Regions from separate parts of the Mus musculus genome. Here region 2 is linked to region 1. A link is a contact called in public promoter capture Hi-C data. All regions are on one chromosome and are shown on one strand. The core of a region is the stretch at or near the end of the contact, and the rest is flanking DNA. Distances in the headings are between cores, read along the strand shown. Region 1 overlaps Gm35696 (a long non-coding RNA gene). Region 2 overlaps Xpot (exportin, tRNA (nuclear export receptor for tRNAs)).

Region 1 (6,707 bases), core at 2,666-5,165:
GAATCAGATTTTGGTCATTCACTCATCCGCACAAACAGATGAGGTGCTGGTCAGGCTGTCACAGACAGACCTTGGAAATAGTCTACTGAGTCAAAGTTCTTAGAGGGAAAAAAAAAAGCCACTTGTATAAAATATCCAGGATAAGAAAATCCATAGAGACAGAAATTACATGAATGGTTGTTAGAGAAATGGGAATGGGCGGTGCCCACTGTATGGAGTATTTTTCTGGGAAGACAGACATGGTTAGGAGATAGCAGTGATGATCTAGCAATATTTTAACCGTACTAAAAACAACTGGGTTTTGCTCTTTAAACCATGAAGTTCATGCATTGTGAACTTTGTTGCATTTTTTTAAAAATTGTGAATCAACCATGATTGTGTACACCTGTGATTCTGTCACTAGGGAGGTGGAGGCAAGACAGTAAGGGGCTTGGGGCCAGAGCCTAGAGCATAACTCAGTCACTAAGAACACTGCTAAGCCGGGCAGTGGTGGCGCATGCCTTTAATCCCAGCACTTGGGAGGCAGAGGCAGGCGGATTTCTGAGTTCGAGGCCAGCCTGGTCTACAGAGTGAGTTCCAGGTTAGCCAGGGCTACACAGAGAAACCCTGTCTCGAAAAAACAAAAAAAACAAAAACCTCAGAACACTGCTTCTGGGCTGGAAAGATGGCTCAGAGGTTAAGAGCACTGACTGTTCTTCTAGAGGTCCTGAATTCAAATTCCAGCAACCACATGGTGGCTCACAACCACCCATAATGAGATCTGATGCACTCTTCTGGTGTGTCTAAAGACAGCTATAGTGTACTTATGTATAATAAGTAAATCTTTAAAGGAAAAAAAAAGAACCCTGGGCCCATGTTTGATTCTCAGCACCCACATGATGGCTCACAACCATCTGTAACTCCTGGTTCAGGGGATTTGATATCTTCTTTTGCCCCCATGAGCATGTCATATACAGACATACATGCAACATGTCATATACAGACATACATGCAACATGTCATATACAGACATACATGCAACATGTCATATACAGACATACATGCAACATGTCATATACAGACATACATGCAACATGTCATATACAGACATGCATGCAACATGTCATATACAGACATACATGCAACACCCACATAAAATAAAGTTAAGAAAATGGCTCAGTGGTTAAGAGCACTGGCTGCTCTTCCAGAGGTCCTGAGTTCAGTTCCCAGCAACCACATGGTGGTTCACAACCATCTGTAATGAGATCTGATGCCCTCTTCTGGTGTGTCTGTGTCTTGAAGACAGCAACAGTGTACTCATATATATAAAATAAATCTTTAAAAACAAACAAACAAACAAACAAACAAAACCAAAATAAAACAAAGAGCTTGAGGTGAAGTCAGGTAGGCTATGGGATGAGACTGTATCTCAAAAAACAATCAGCCAACATACCCAATACCCTGCTTTTATAAAAGATAATAAAGAGACAATAAAGCCCTGACTGCGTCTCAGCGAAATCCAGGATTGCCTAGAACTTTTAGCAGTTTAGCCTTTTCTTGTGAACTGACGGGGCTAATTTGTTCTCATTACTTTGGGTTATGTTGTTTGCGGGACTTAGATTTCCCTTTGCCTATGGGGTGGACAGAGAGCCCTGTTCATCTTCACAAAAGCCGTCTGCGTTTTCTGTTTCAGAAGGTAAATATATCTGCCACGCTCACTGCCGGGACCTGCTACATCTGGACTGTCCTCAGAATGGCAAGTGGCTGAGTTGCATGTCCTCTTATGAAGTAAGACACCCCAGCAAAAGGAACGGCCAGGTAGGAAGACATGTCACTTGCTCCTGCAGCATTCTGAGCTTCTGCCTGCCATTCACATGCTGGAAGAATGAACCTGTGGCTTGCCCAGGTAGCCTCAGCCAATCAGATCCGTGACAGCTCTTTATCATTATGTCTTTCCTTAGGGCGTATCACAATTTTATAAATAACATGGTAGGGTAGGCCAACGGATTTGTCAAAGAGCACAGGGCTTTAATCTGCCAGTCACTCGGATGCACAGGGGCAGGCTGTTGAAAGGCTTGTTTTCCATGCCCACAGAACATGAACTTGGAATTGTGATGGTTGTTTTTTCTGAGGTATTTATTACCTTTCCGGCATTGTCATAAACACATGAACAAGGTGACTTATAGAAGAAAAGGTTTGTTTTGGGGCTGATAATTCCTGCAGGTCAGAGTCTATCCTGGCGGGGAAGCATGGCAGCAGGCAGCAGGCAGCAGAAGTGGCGGCAGACACTTGATGCTGGGGCTTCCCGTCTTGAACTGTAAGCATGAAACACAGAGAGAGAAAACTTCAAGTGACATTAGAGTCTTAGGGACACACCTGTAATATAGGTGTGCTCTAAGTCCTCAGTTGACACTTTGAACCTCAAAGAAGTCCCAAACCCTATTTAGATATATTTTTCTATATGTGCATACCTACAAAAATTTCTTATTAATTAGACATAGTAAAAGATCAGCAATGATTACTAAAGAAACACTATGATAAACATTCTCTTTTTAAAGATTTATTTATTTAATTATTTTACATATGTGAGTACACTGTAGCCGTACAGATGGTTGTGAGCCTTCATGTGGTTGTTGGGGATTGAATTTTTAAGACCTCTGCTCTGGTCAACTCCCACTCACTCAGTCCCTGCTTGCTCCAGCCTAAAGATTTATTTATTATTATACATAAGTACACTCACTGTAGCTGACTTCAGACACACCAGAAGAGGGAGTCAGATATCATTACGGGTGGTTGTGAGTCACCATGTGGTTGCTGGGATTTGAACTCAGGACCTTCGGAAGAGCAGTCAGTGCTCTTACCTGCTGAGCCATCTCACCAGCCCAATAAACATTCTTTAAGCCAGGCATGGTGGGTTCACCCTTATGATATTAATCCTACCACTTGGGAGGCTGAGGCAGGAGGATTACCATGGTTTAAAAATACTGTGGGCTATACAGTGAGTTTCAGGACAGCCTGGATGACAGAGACACTGTCTCGAAAATATAGCAACAGTAATGATTTTTCAACTCAGGAATTACAGATTTCTGCAGTCTCTCACTTAATATCTTCAGATCAAGCTTGTCTTGGGGTGACTAGAACCATGAGAAATGGGACAGCTGAGAAGCGACATTAGCTAGTGGGGGTGATGGCCTGCTTAAGGGCCTCAGCTGGTTCCTGTCACCACTCCAGCACCTCTATCCTCTGTACCTGCTAAGATTCCAGAAGTGCCAGGATAGGGCAAAAATGACCACTCCTCTGCAAACGTTAACATCCCTCTCCTGACATGTAGGTTTCTTACTAAAAAGCTGCTAATTTTTTCCAAAGTCTGGGCACTAGATTGAAATGATCTCTCAGTATCTTGTCTGAAGTTTCTCAACACAGTTCAGCCGCCTTTCTGTGTAAGAGGCACTCTTTGGAATCAAGAGGCTCACTCTCCCTGCCCCACCCCCACCCCCACCCCCCAACTAACACCGAGCACGAAAGACCAGATACACAACACAGTTCGGCCCTTGTTCTTTGCTCGCCAAACTGACTCTTAATCAGAAAGGCCGAGGCTCTTTTGAAGAGTTTGTTCTACATGTGTGGCTCGCATGTGGAGGTCCCCACGCCACAGCTTAATTACACTTGGCAGGAGCTGAGGGAGCCCATGAGGAATCGGTAAGGGGCTTGAATAAGGGCCCTGCTGGCAGCCGGATGGCTTCCTTCTTGGTAATGGATGATAGATTGCTGTGGGTGGGAGTCCCTCCGAGATGTTCCAGCCTTAACAATAGCTTCAGAAGGCGCCCTCCTCTCCTGGAGACTAGAATGGATTTGGAGTAGCATCTGGATACCTTAATCGGATGACTCAGAGGCCCTCTGTGGAGCTCCAGAGACAAGCATGCCTGTTTGACTTGAGCACAGTGTAAAGTTTAATTAAACAAATGCTCCAGGAAGTGACTCAAAGGGTACCTGAACCCCACAGCTTGTATGACTCACCTTCCGTTCCTAATGGGCAGATACTATTTGTGCATATATAAAGGGCACAGAGTCAGCCTGGCTGGTAGGGTACACCTTTTGTCCCAGCACTCAGGAGGCAGAGACAGGCCATCTCTTTGATCTCTGTTGTGAGTTTGAAGCCAGCCTGGTTTATGCAGTGAGTTCCACGACAGCCAGGGCTTTGTCTGTCTCAACACCCCTCCTGCCACAAAGGCACAGAGTCAAAATTGGCTACATGCATATGATGTGGAGTGAGCAAGTCAGGAGAACTAGCATTTTTAGCTTCTTAAGTAGTATTTCTCTTGTTTTATGAAACTTCAAATTCCTCTCTTTTTGTTCTCTATAAGACTGTAACAAATAGTCACCAGCTGTAGACATTGTATCGATGTTTTTAAAGTAGAGGGCTAGAAAGTCAGTAAAGTTGATCAAGTACTTGTTCTATGCTCAAGAGAACCTGCGTTTTGGTCGCTCACATAAAAAGCCTGGTCTGACGATGGATTCGGGGAATCCACATTCAAGTTCCTATATGCACACCAGATGTCTTACCAACTAATCCGCCAAAATACTGTGTTAAAACTCTTTTCAACTGTAAGTCCTCCTTTAAAGTGTATTCAGGGCTGAGGGGACTTGAAGAGACGACTCGGTGATTGGGAGCCCTTGTTACTTTTGCAGAGGACTTGAGTTCAATTCCCAGTACCCACATGTTGACTCACAGACATCTATAACTCTAGTTCCAGAGATCCCACCCCCTCTTCTGACCTTCTCAGGTACCAGGCATGCATGCGGTGTCTATACACATATGTAGGCAAAACACCGATGCATATAAAATAAAGAAGTCTAAAGATAAAATTTCAAAATGAAATATATTTAGGAATGGGAAAGTAGCTCATCTAGAATAATTCACGAAGTCCCGGGTTTCACTTTAACGTCACATTAAATAAATAAATACATACATACATGCATGCATACATACATACATACATACATACATACATACATAGCTAGCCAGTGCTGTATACCTTAATCCCAAGACATAGGAAGCTGAGGCAAGAGGTTTGCCACAGTTACATGATGAGATCTCAGGCTAGCCTGAGCTACAGAGAAAGACTCTGTCTCCCAAAATGAAAGAGAAACTGTAAACTTGACCTGTGGTCCCAGCCATAGAGGTGGAGGCAGGGGTCAAGGTTCACAGCAGAGGAAGTGTGAGGTCAGCCTGGGCTTCAGGGACCGGGGAGATGGTTTAGTAGGTGCCTTTGCCCTGCAAGCAAAAAGACACAAGTTTGAGCCCAAAAGCCCATGTCAAAAAATCAGGGCATGGTGACACACACTTGTAACCCCAGAGCTGAGGAAGTGGAGACAGGCAGCTCCCCGGGGCTCAGTGGCCAGCCAGACTAACCTACTTAATGAATTCCAGGCTGGTGAGAGACCTGGACTCCGAAATAAATAAATAAATATTAATTTTCCTGAGGAACAATACCAGAGGTGGATTTTTGACTTACTGAACACACACACACACACACACACACACATACACACATACACACACACACCCCTACCTGCATACACACAGATACACTTAATAACAAAAAACTCTAACATATTTAGTTATTCCCTAAACTTAGATTTTTGTTTTGTTTAAAAAAAGATGTATTTATTTGTATTATGAGGGCTCTATTTGCATGTGTGCCTGCATGACAGAAGAGGACATTACCTCCCTTTATAGATGGTCTTAAGCCACCAGGTGGTGGCTGGTATTTGAACTCAGGACCTCTAGAAGAGCAGCCAGTGTTCCTAACAGCTAAGCAGTCTCTCCAGTCCTGAACTTAAATTTTAATAAAACCTGACATTCACTTTCTACATTTATAGCTGTGAAGATTAGGAAGCTCAAATCTGGCTGACTTTTGTACTGCACAAATTTTCTTATTATGAATGTAATAGACAATTATTACAGAGAATTTGGAACATGTAACAAAGTTTGAGGGGAAAAAAACGTTTAAACTTCCTGTCATCCCCCAAGTGGAGACACTTGCTCTGAATTCCTGAGTACCTTCAATTCCTGTCGTTTGTGACTGTGCACTGTTTACAGTTATTTCTTGGTAAAACTAGAATTGTACAGACAGAAAGGCATAGCTTCGTCTCCGCTCATCCCATTGTGAAAGCATGGCTTCCTTGTTCTAACACTGCATCTTAGACTTGATTGAACTCTTCCTGGTTTCATTGTTGTTTCTTTCTCTCTCTCTCTCTCTCTCTCTCTCTCTCTCTCTCTCTCTCTCTCTCTTTAAAAGATTTATTTATGTATTATATATAAGTACACTGTAGCTGTCTTCAGAAGAGGGCATCGGATCCCATTACAGATGGTTGTGAGCCACCATGTGGTTGCTGAAAATTTGAACTCTGGACCTTTGGAAGAGCAGTCAGTGCTCTTAACCACTGAGCCATCTCTCTAGCCATTGTTGTTGTTGTTTCCTAATGTTATAAATAAAACTGCAGTAATAGTAACTTTTTTTTTTTAAGATGAGGATCACATATCTCACTCAGGCTGGCCTAGTATTTTCTGTGTAGACCTGACCGGCTTCATATTCACGGTCTTCTTGGCTCAACTTTAGTGCCAGGATTATAGGCACGCACTACCACCACATAGAGAATTTTTTTTTTAACTGAAGCTTCCTTTTTAAAAAAAGATTTATTTTACTTATTTATTTACTTATTTT
Region 2 (6,863 bases), core at 2,789-5,288, 88 kb before region 1:
ATTCCAAATCTGGTGGAATCGTGGTACCAGATTTTACACAACTACCAGTATACGAATTCAGAAGTGCTGTGCCAGTGCCTTGAAGTAGTTGGGGCCTACGTCTCCTGGATAGACTTATCCCTTATAGCCAATGATAGGTGCGTATGCCTGTGACTCTTAGACTGCTGACCTGCAGAGTCGGTTTCTAAAACTCGGGAACTGAAGGTGTTTACCCTTCTCTTCCCGCCACCAGGTTTATAAATATGCTGCTAGGTCACATGTCCGTAGAGGTTCTACGGGAAGAAGCATGTGACTGCTTGTTCGAGATTGTAAATAAAGGGATGGACCCTGTGGATAAGATGAAACTCGTAGAGTCCCTGTGTCAAGTATTACAGACTGCTGGGTTTTTCAGCATTGACCAGGTCAGTGGATGTCTTAAACCTAAGCTTTGAAAACTGTTAGAGTAGCTTTCCCCCTCAACCCCCGAGTTTTGGGGACTGTCCTTGGACTGACGGTGACCACAGCTAGGATCAGCGGCATGTTCCTTGCACACTTGGTCACACCCACCCAGGATGGTGCGTGCATTTTGCAAGTTTGCAGCGCTGAAGAAAAGGCTTCCTCGGACGTCTCTGAGCTTTTAATGTAATTTGTGTAGCGCACATCTGTGCGCATGCGTGTGTGCAAGTGCCTTTGGAGAGGTGAGATGACGGCTTCCTAGAGTCAACTCTCTCCTTCACTGCCTGGGCCCCGGCTTGGCGTGGCCTTGCTTGATCCTGAGACAGCTTTTTACTGGTGACAATGACAGTAACGCGGCATTAGGAGGATCCTTCTTCATGGACCCAGGATAGCTTTATTATTACCTTCTCCCGTCTTCCTTAGAATCTGAGGTTGCTTAAGAAAATAATCTCAAAGATAGAGCCCCTGTCTCTATGGGAGGACGGTTGAAGGGTAATTAAATAACCCAGGCCTTCCTGTACCACTGGCAGAGACTTGGAAGCCCGCCACCATGTAGTAACTTTGTGTCTTTGTAGGAAAGTTAAGGCCTGAGTGAAACAGTCTCAGAAAGGAAGGACTGTTGTAAGTGTTACACACAGTGCAGCAGCATTGATGTCATAGACTGTGCTCAGTAATGGGCACTTAGGGAAGAAGGGTCAAAGATTTCTTTCATTTACGCCTACCCACCCACCCCTGTTATTTATTTATTTATTTTAACAAGATTGGTAATATCCACAGGACTATCTTCATTAAAATACAGTTACTATGGGCTAAGAGCACTGACTGCTCTTTTAGAGGTCCTGAGTTCAATTCCTAGCAACCATATGGTGGCTCACAACCATCTGTAATGGGATTTGATGGCTTCTTCTGGTGTGTCTGAAGACAGCTACAGTGTACTCACACATAAAATACAGTTGCTAATGGAGAAATGACTGGGTGGTTAAGAACACTGGGCATCTGTCTTCCAGAGTCTGTAACTGCAGTTCCTGGGGACCCTGTGCCCTCTTCCGGCTTCTCTAAGCACCAGGCATACATGTTGCATGGATGTACATGCAGGCAAACATTTAAGTTGCTTTTAAAGTACTATTGGATAATGATGGTTGCAGAAAAATTCAAATTCTGATAATGTTTCTATCACATTGACAAAATTGGTAGTTGTCTTAATGTTGAGTTCTGGGGTGCAGGGGAGTGCTCAGCAGGTAAAAGCACTTCCGTTGAGATGCTGTGGCCTGAGTGCCGTCCCTGAGAGCCGTGGTAGAGGGAGGAGCTGGCTGTTGACTGTGGCACATTCGCCCACCCACACAAACCCCTGTGCGTCAATCACGGATTGCATCATTTGTCTTTTTACATTGAGCCCTGTAATTGGCTAAGGGTCAGAGGTTTTCCTCCTGCCCAAGGCAGACGGATGTAATCCAGGGCTTTGCTTCTTGCTTCTAGGAAGAAGATTTGGACTTCGTGGCCAGATTTTCTAAGCTGGTAAATGGAATGGGACAGTCGTTAATAGTTAGCTGGACTAAATTAATTAAGAATGGGGCTGTCAAGAATGCGCAGGAGGCACTGGAAGCTATTGAGACAAAAGTGCCACTTATGTTACAGCTGCTAGTTCACGAGGACGATGACATTTCCTCCAACATCATTGGGTTTTGTTATGATTATCTCCATATCCTGAAACAGGTAAGCCAGTGCTGTCTCTTGGATATAGAAAGAACTGATAAAAAGTGAAAATACTAAAAAAGACAAGACACACATATAGATGATAGTTATATAGATGGGTAGATAGATACACACACACACACACACATATATATATAGATATAGATGTATATCTATATATATCATATTAATTATTTACTGCATTTTGTATTTTTTTAGTTGTTACTTTAAAAATTAAATTTAGACAAACAGTGATTAAGTTGCAGACTTTGGGCTGGACATGTGAGCCATGCCTGGGAACGCAGCACTTGGGATGGGTGGGCGCTGGGCTCAGGGTTGTGGACGGCTCTGCTGCGAGTTCAAGACCAGCTTGAGCAGCATGACACACACACCTAAGTCATAAACACAGCCTGGGCTTGTTTTCTTTGTTTCTGTTGTTTTAAAACTGAATTTGTCCCCGCACATAGTGGAAATGTGTTAAATTCCTCCCTTTGACAGTGGTTTCCCAGTAACAGCATGAAATGTTGTGGTTTCCATACGGTGCTGTGCAGTGTTGTAAAGATTCATTAACTCCATCCTGACACAGGATGAGAGGCCATTCCTACTCTGCTACAGTTTTGTTCCTACATACTAATTATACTTAGTGTTTCCGAATGACTTCTATACATGTATATAATACATTTCAATCCCACCTCTCCCCCATTACCCATTCTTGTCCCCTCTTGTCCTACCGGTACCTTTGTCTCCTTCTGAGTCCTGCTTTGATGTCCTTTGGGGTTTAATGAATTTCATTACAGTTGTTCATAGGAGTGTAGGCGAGGGGTTGTATACAGAGCATGAGCCCCCTCCCAGAGGCTGCATCACTGAAGAAAATCTCTCCCTGTTCCTTAGCAGCTATAACAGCTCCTCAAGGAAGGGGTGGGGCCTCATGGACCCCCTTCCCCTTCCCCTTCCTCCTGCAATCCTCGTCAGAGTGCTGGTGGCCCATTCCTGATAAGTTAACCACAGGGGCTGACTCTGTGGGTGCAGGGGCCTCCATGCTCAGAGGTCAGCATTCCACACCATCACCCCTCTGTGGGCTGATGAGTTAGGTTTTGTTTGCAGTGCTGGGAACTGAATTCAGAGCCTGGACCATGCTCAGCACGCCCTGCCGCTGAGCTTCCTCTCCACCCAGCCCTTAATTCTTAGCAATAGAACCGCTTACATGCAGAGTTAAGGGAATAGCAGTGGAGAAACTGATCTTCCCGCAGTGATTTATCTTAGCTTTCCTTTGCACTGTTTGTAAAAAGCTGAGCGTGATTGTGCATGCCTTTAATCTCAGCTGTCGGTGTGACAGGTAGATCTCTGAGTTCAAGGACAGTCTGGGCAATAGCATGAGTTTCAGGTACCGTGACTAAATAGTGAGTCTCAAAACAGCAAAAGCGTCCTTCAATGCATACAGCATAATTCTTTCTAAATATATGATAAAAGACTCAATCTAATTATCTTTTGCCTATATATTAAGATATTTATTAGACAAAATTATTACATCTAAATGGGAATCTGTTAACTATAGATTTGCTGTCAGACTACTCAGCAGAAATGTGTGTATTTTATTTTCATATTAGACCCGGGGACCTGTGAATGCTGGAAAATGTTCTGACCCCTAATTGTGCCAGAAGCTCCATTGTGTATGTCTTAGAAGAATTGATTAGAAAATACTTTGATAAGCAAATATAGCATCAGAAAACCAAGTAAATGTTGTTTACTTTTTATTTTAAGCTTCCTGTGCTCTCGGATCAGCAAAAAGCTAATGTAGAGGTAAGTGGCTTCTTTCAAACCAGTGTAGATCTGTTTTCCCAAGTCAGTCGGGGTTCCTCACCTCTCAGTGGGTGAGGGATTGCTCCATGGAGGCAGCTGCTTCACTGAAAAGCCACAGTCTCGGAGTTCTCTGCACCACGTGTTAGAGTCCATTCCCTGCAGTCCTTCCTGGGTGAAGGGCCCTGGGGGGGCGGGGCTTAGTGAGGCTGGTGAGCTTTAGGGACTTCTGGTGAGTTGTTTGTTTCCTGAGTCTTAAGTAGTCTCCCTTCAAGGCAGACTCCACCCCATGTCTCGCTTCCACCTCTGCTCCCATGAGATTCCCTGAGCCCTTGCAGTGGGTGAGGCAAGACCATCTAAAGCTGATGGTCTTGCCTTGGAGACTTCCAGATTAAAAAGAACAACCAGCCTGGTCTACAGAGTGAGTTCAGGACAGCCAGGGCTACACAGAGAAACCCTGTCTCGAAAAACAACAAAAAAAGAACTAACATGCTATTTTATTACTGATTTTAGGCAATCATGTTGGCCGTTATGAAAAAATTGACTTATGATGAAGAATATAACTTTGAAAATGAGGTAAGGAGTTGTGCACCAAAGAAAAAAGTTTTAATTTTATTGTTTGTTTGCAGCAAATTAGTAATTTATATTTTAGTTTTAGAGCCCTTTAAACCAAACCAAAAAAAAAAAAAAATTTAGTGTGTTTTAATCAACCTTGTTTATACTGGTGGAGTTATTTGTATCACTGCTAGTTTGGGGTGACACTTACAGAGACCTCTGAATCCTTCGTTGTCTAAGGGGTTGGGGGGCATCTGGCAAAGTGCTTGCTGTGTAAGCATTAAGATCAGGGCTTAATGACTGGAAGGCTGGACTTGGTGATGTGAGCTTGTTGTCCCAGAGCGAGGAAGGCAAGTGGGGGGGTGGATCCCTGGAGTACATTGCCTGGCCTAGACACCGAGTCCCAGGCCTTCATGAGAGAACATGACACACACCACACACGCACGCGCGCATGCCTGAAATCCCAGCAGTTGGCAGCCTTAGAAAAAAAATACTGTCATAAATGTGAAGCCAGCCTGGGCTACGTACTGGGCTGCGTAGTGAGAGTCTTTCTCAAAACAAAAAAACAAGAATCCTATTTTTTAAAAAAATGGTGTGTGTTTGGGGTGCAGGTCAGTGGTAGAGCGTTTGCTTATTACACGCAGGTCCTGGATTATGTCTATGGCAGGAAAGGAAAGAAAAGCGGTACCCGATGATCTTCTCTCGGTTTACGTTTAATCAGAGTGCTGGATCAAGGCCCAGTCAACAGGCCTCAGGTCACCAGCCAGTAGGGAGGGTGAGAAGGGGCCTTCCCTGCCCGGACTTGTTCAGCTACAAGACTTGTCCAGGCTCGTGAGCATCAGCCTCCTGCTAATTTCAGGGGCTGTCCACTGCTTCCTGGAAACTCGGGCACATGTTGGTTAGCCGTGTGCTAAGATGCTGTATTAGAAATGGATGTCACAGAGTAATAGTGACAGTGAGCAACACAGCAGCCCCAGGCCTTCCTAATGTTGTCAGTATTTGGTGGGGAGGGGGAGCAGAGAGCACAGGCAAGTCTCAAACCTGATGCGGCCCCATACCCTAATGCTTGGCCCTGCCCTCCTCCAGGGGCCTTAGGACCCAGGCCTTTGATGGCTATGGTTAATTTTGGAATTACTAGTTAATGAGCAGCAGAAGGGAAGTGCTGCTGAGCCGTTATGATTTTTTTTTAATTATTTGAAGATAAAAGGCATGAGGTAACTGATCAATTATGTAATTTTAAGATCTCAAAATTAAATATATAGGGGTCTATGTGTATTGATGTGTGTGTACGTGTGTGTGCGTGAATGGTTGAGATAGATAGATATAGATAGATATATCCATCCTTATTGTGTGTGCAGTTGTGAGCGCGGGCCAGGGTATGGCTGTGGAGACTTGAGGACAGCTTTGGGTGTTGGCTCCCTCCTCCCACCCTGAGTGCTCCTAATAGCTGAGTCATCTTGATGCTGGCGCCTTAAAACTTTAAGACAGGGCTTTTAACTTGTGTCACAGGGTGAAGATGAAGCCATGTTTGTAGAATACAGAAAACAGCTGAAGTTACTGTTGGACAGACTTGCTCAGGTGTCCCCGGAGCTCGTGCTGGCTTCTGTTCGCAGGGTCTTCAGTGCCACGCTGCAGTAAGTCTTCCGCCTGAGTAAGCTCTCCTCTCGGCTCCGTCGTGTTCACCTCTCCTCACGGGTCTGCAAACAGCTTGCTTTGCTTCTGTGATATCTCCTGTCTCTACCTCTGTGATTTAAGTTGCGTTGCATGTGTTCCCACCACCTTCACCCTCATGCTGTTTCTGTCTCTTTTCCCCTCCCATGGTTGTTGGGAACCCTGGGTTTCCTTGGGTTGGTTACAGGAGTGTGGATAATGAGGGCTCATTAGAGGAGCAGGTGGCAATGTCGTTGAGAGGACTGTGGTGGGTTTCTGTCCTGTGTATCTAAAGTACTACAGAATGTTCACGTTGAGATCTCACAGACATACGATACTGTGCCTTGGTAGGAACTGGCAGACCACGCGCTTCATGGAGGTTGAAGTAGCCGTGCGGTTGCTGTACATGCTGGCGGAAGCTCTCCCGGTGTCCCACGGCGCTCACTTCTCAGGTGACGTGTCAAAAGCGAGTGCTTTGCAGGACATGATGCGGACGGTAGGTATACTGAGGGTCCTTCCCCGGAAACGTATTTGTCCTTTGTGCCGTGCTGTAAGCTCACAGGGGGTCGTAATGGTTAGAGCTCGGCGTGATTTTTACAGCGGGACCTTTGGATGCTACAGTAAGCAAGGATAGTTTCTCCATTTCCTCTCCAGCTGGTGACATCAGGAGTCAGCTCCTACCAGCACACGTCTGTGACCCTGGAGTTCTTTGAAACTGTTGTTCGCTATGAGAA

Evidence for each region. Capture Hi-C pulls out chosen DNA fragments and counts their contacts.
Region 2: a promoter capture Hi-C map of pancreatic islet shows a contact between it and region 1. The contact joins two enhancer-like sites. A contact is called at or near these places in 2 of 484 Hi-C or Micro-C datasets (the N1E-115 cell line and regulatory T cells), 3 of 115 datasets of contacts at active chromatin or transcription factors (embryonic stem cells, intestinal villus epithelium and pancreatic cancer cells) and 3 of 9 other capture datasets (adipose tissue, liver and pancreatic islet).

What each region holds. Positions count from the first base shown.
Region 1 is chr10:121,518,384-121,525,090 of GRCm38.p6, reverse strand. It overlaps Gm35696 (a long non-coding RNA gene), which reads right to left. Exons shown (of 3, transcript XR_872130.3): 2 at 2,123-2,294. Among named protein-coding and RNA genes, the nearest start is that of Gm35696, 12 kb to the right of the region's middle. Within about 2 kb of position 3,915, at least 93 of the 459 cell types and tissues checked have an H3K27ac peak or open chromatin away from gene starts, as enhancers often do. A contact at or near this core is called in pancreatic islet, where this site is marked.
Region 2 is chr10:121,606,761-121,613,623 of GRCm38.p6, reverse strand. Xpot (exportin, tRNA (nuclear export receptor for tRNAs)) reads left to right here. Exons shown (of 25, transcript NM_001081056.2): 7 at 1-137; 8 at 233-401; 9 at 1,912-2,148; 10 at 3,889-3,927; 11 at 4,438-4,500; 12 at 5,989-6,113; 13 at 6,481-6,625; 14 at 6,784-6,863. Among named protein-coding and RNA genes, the nearest start is that of Gm35816, 11 kb to the right of the region's middle. Within about 2 kb of position 4,038, at least 13 of the 459 cell types and tissues checked have an H3K27ac peak or open chromatin away from gene starts, as enhancers often do. A contact at or near this core is called in pancreatic islet, where this site is marked.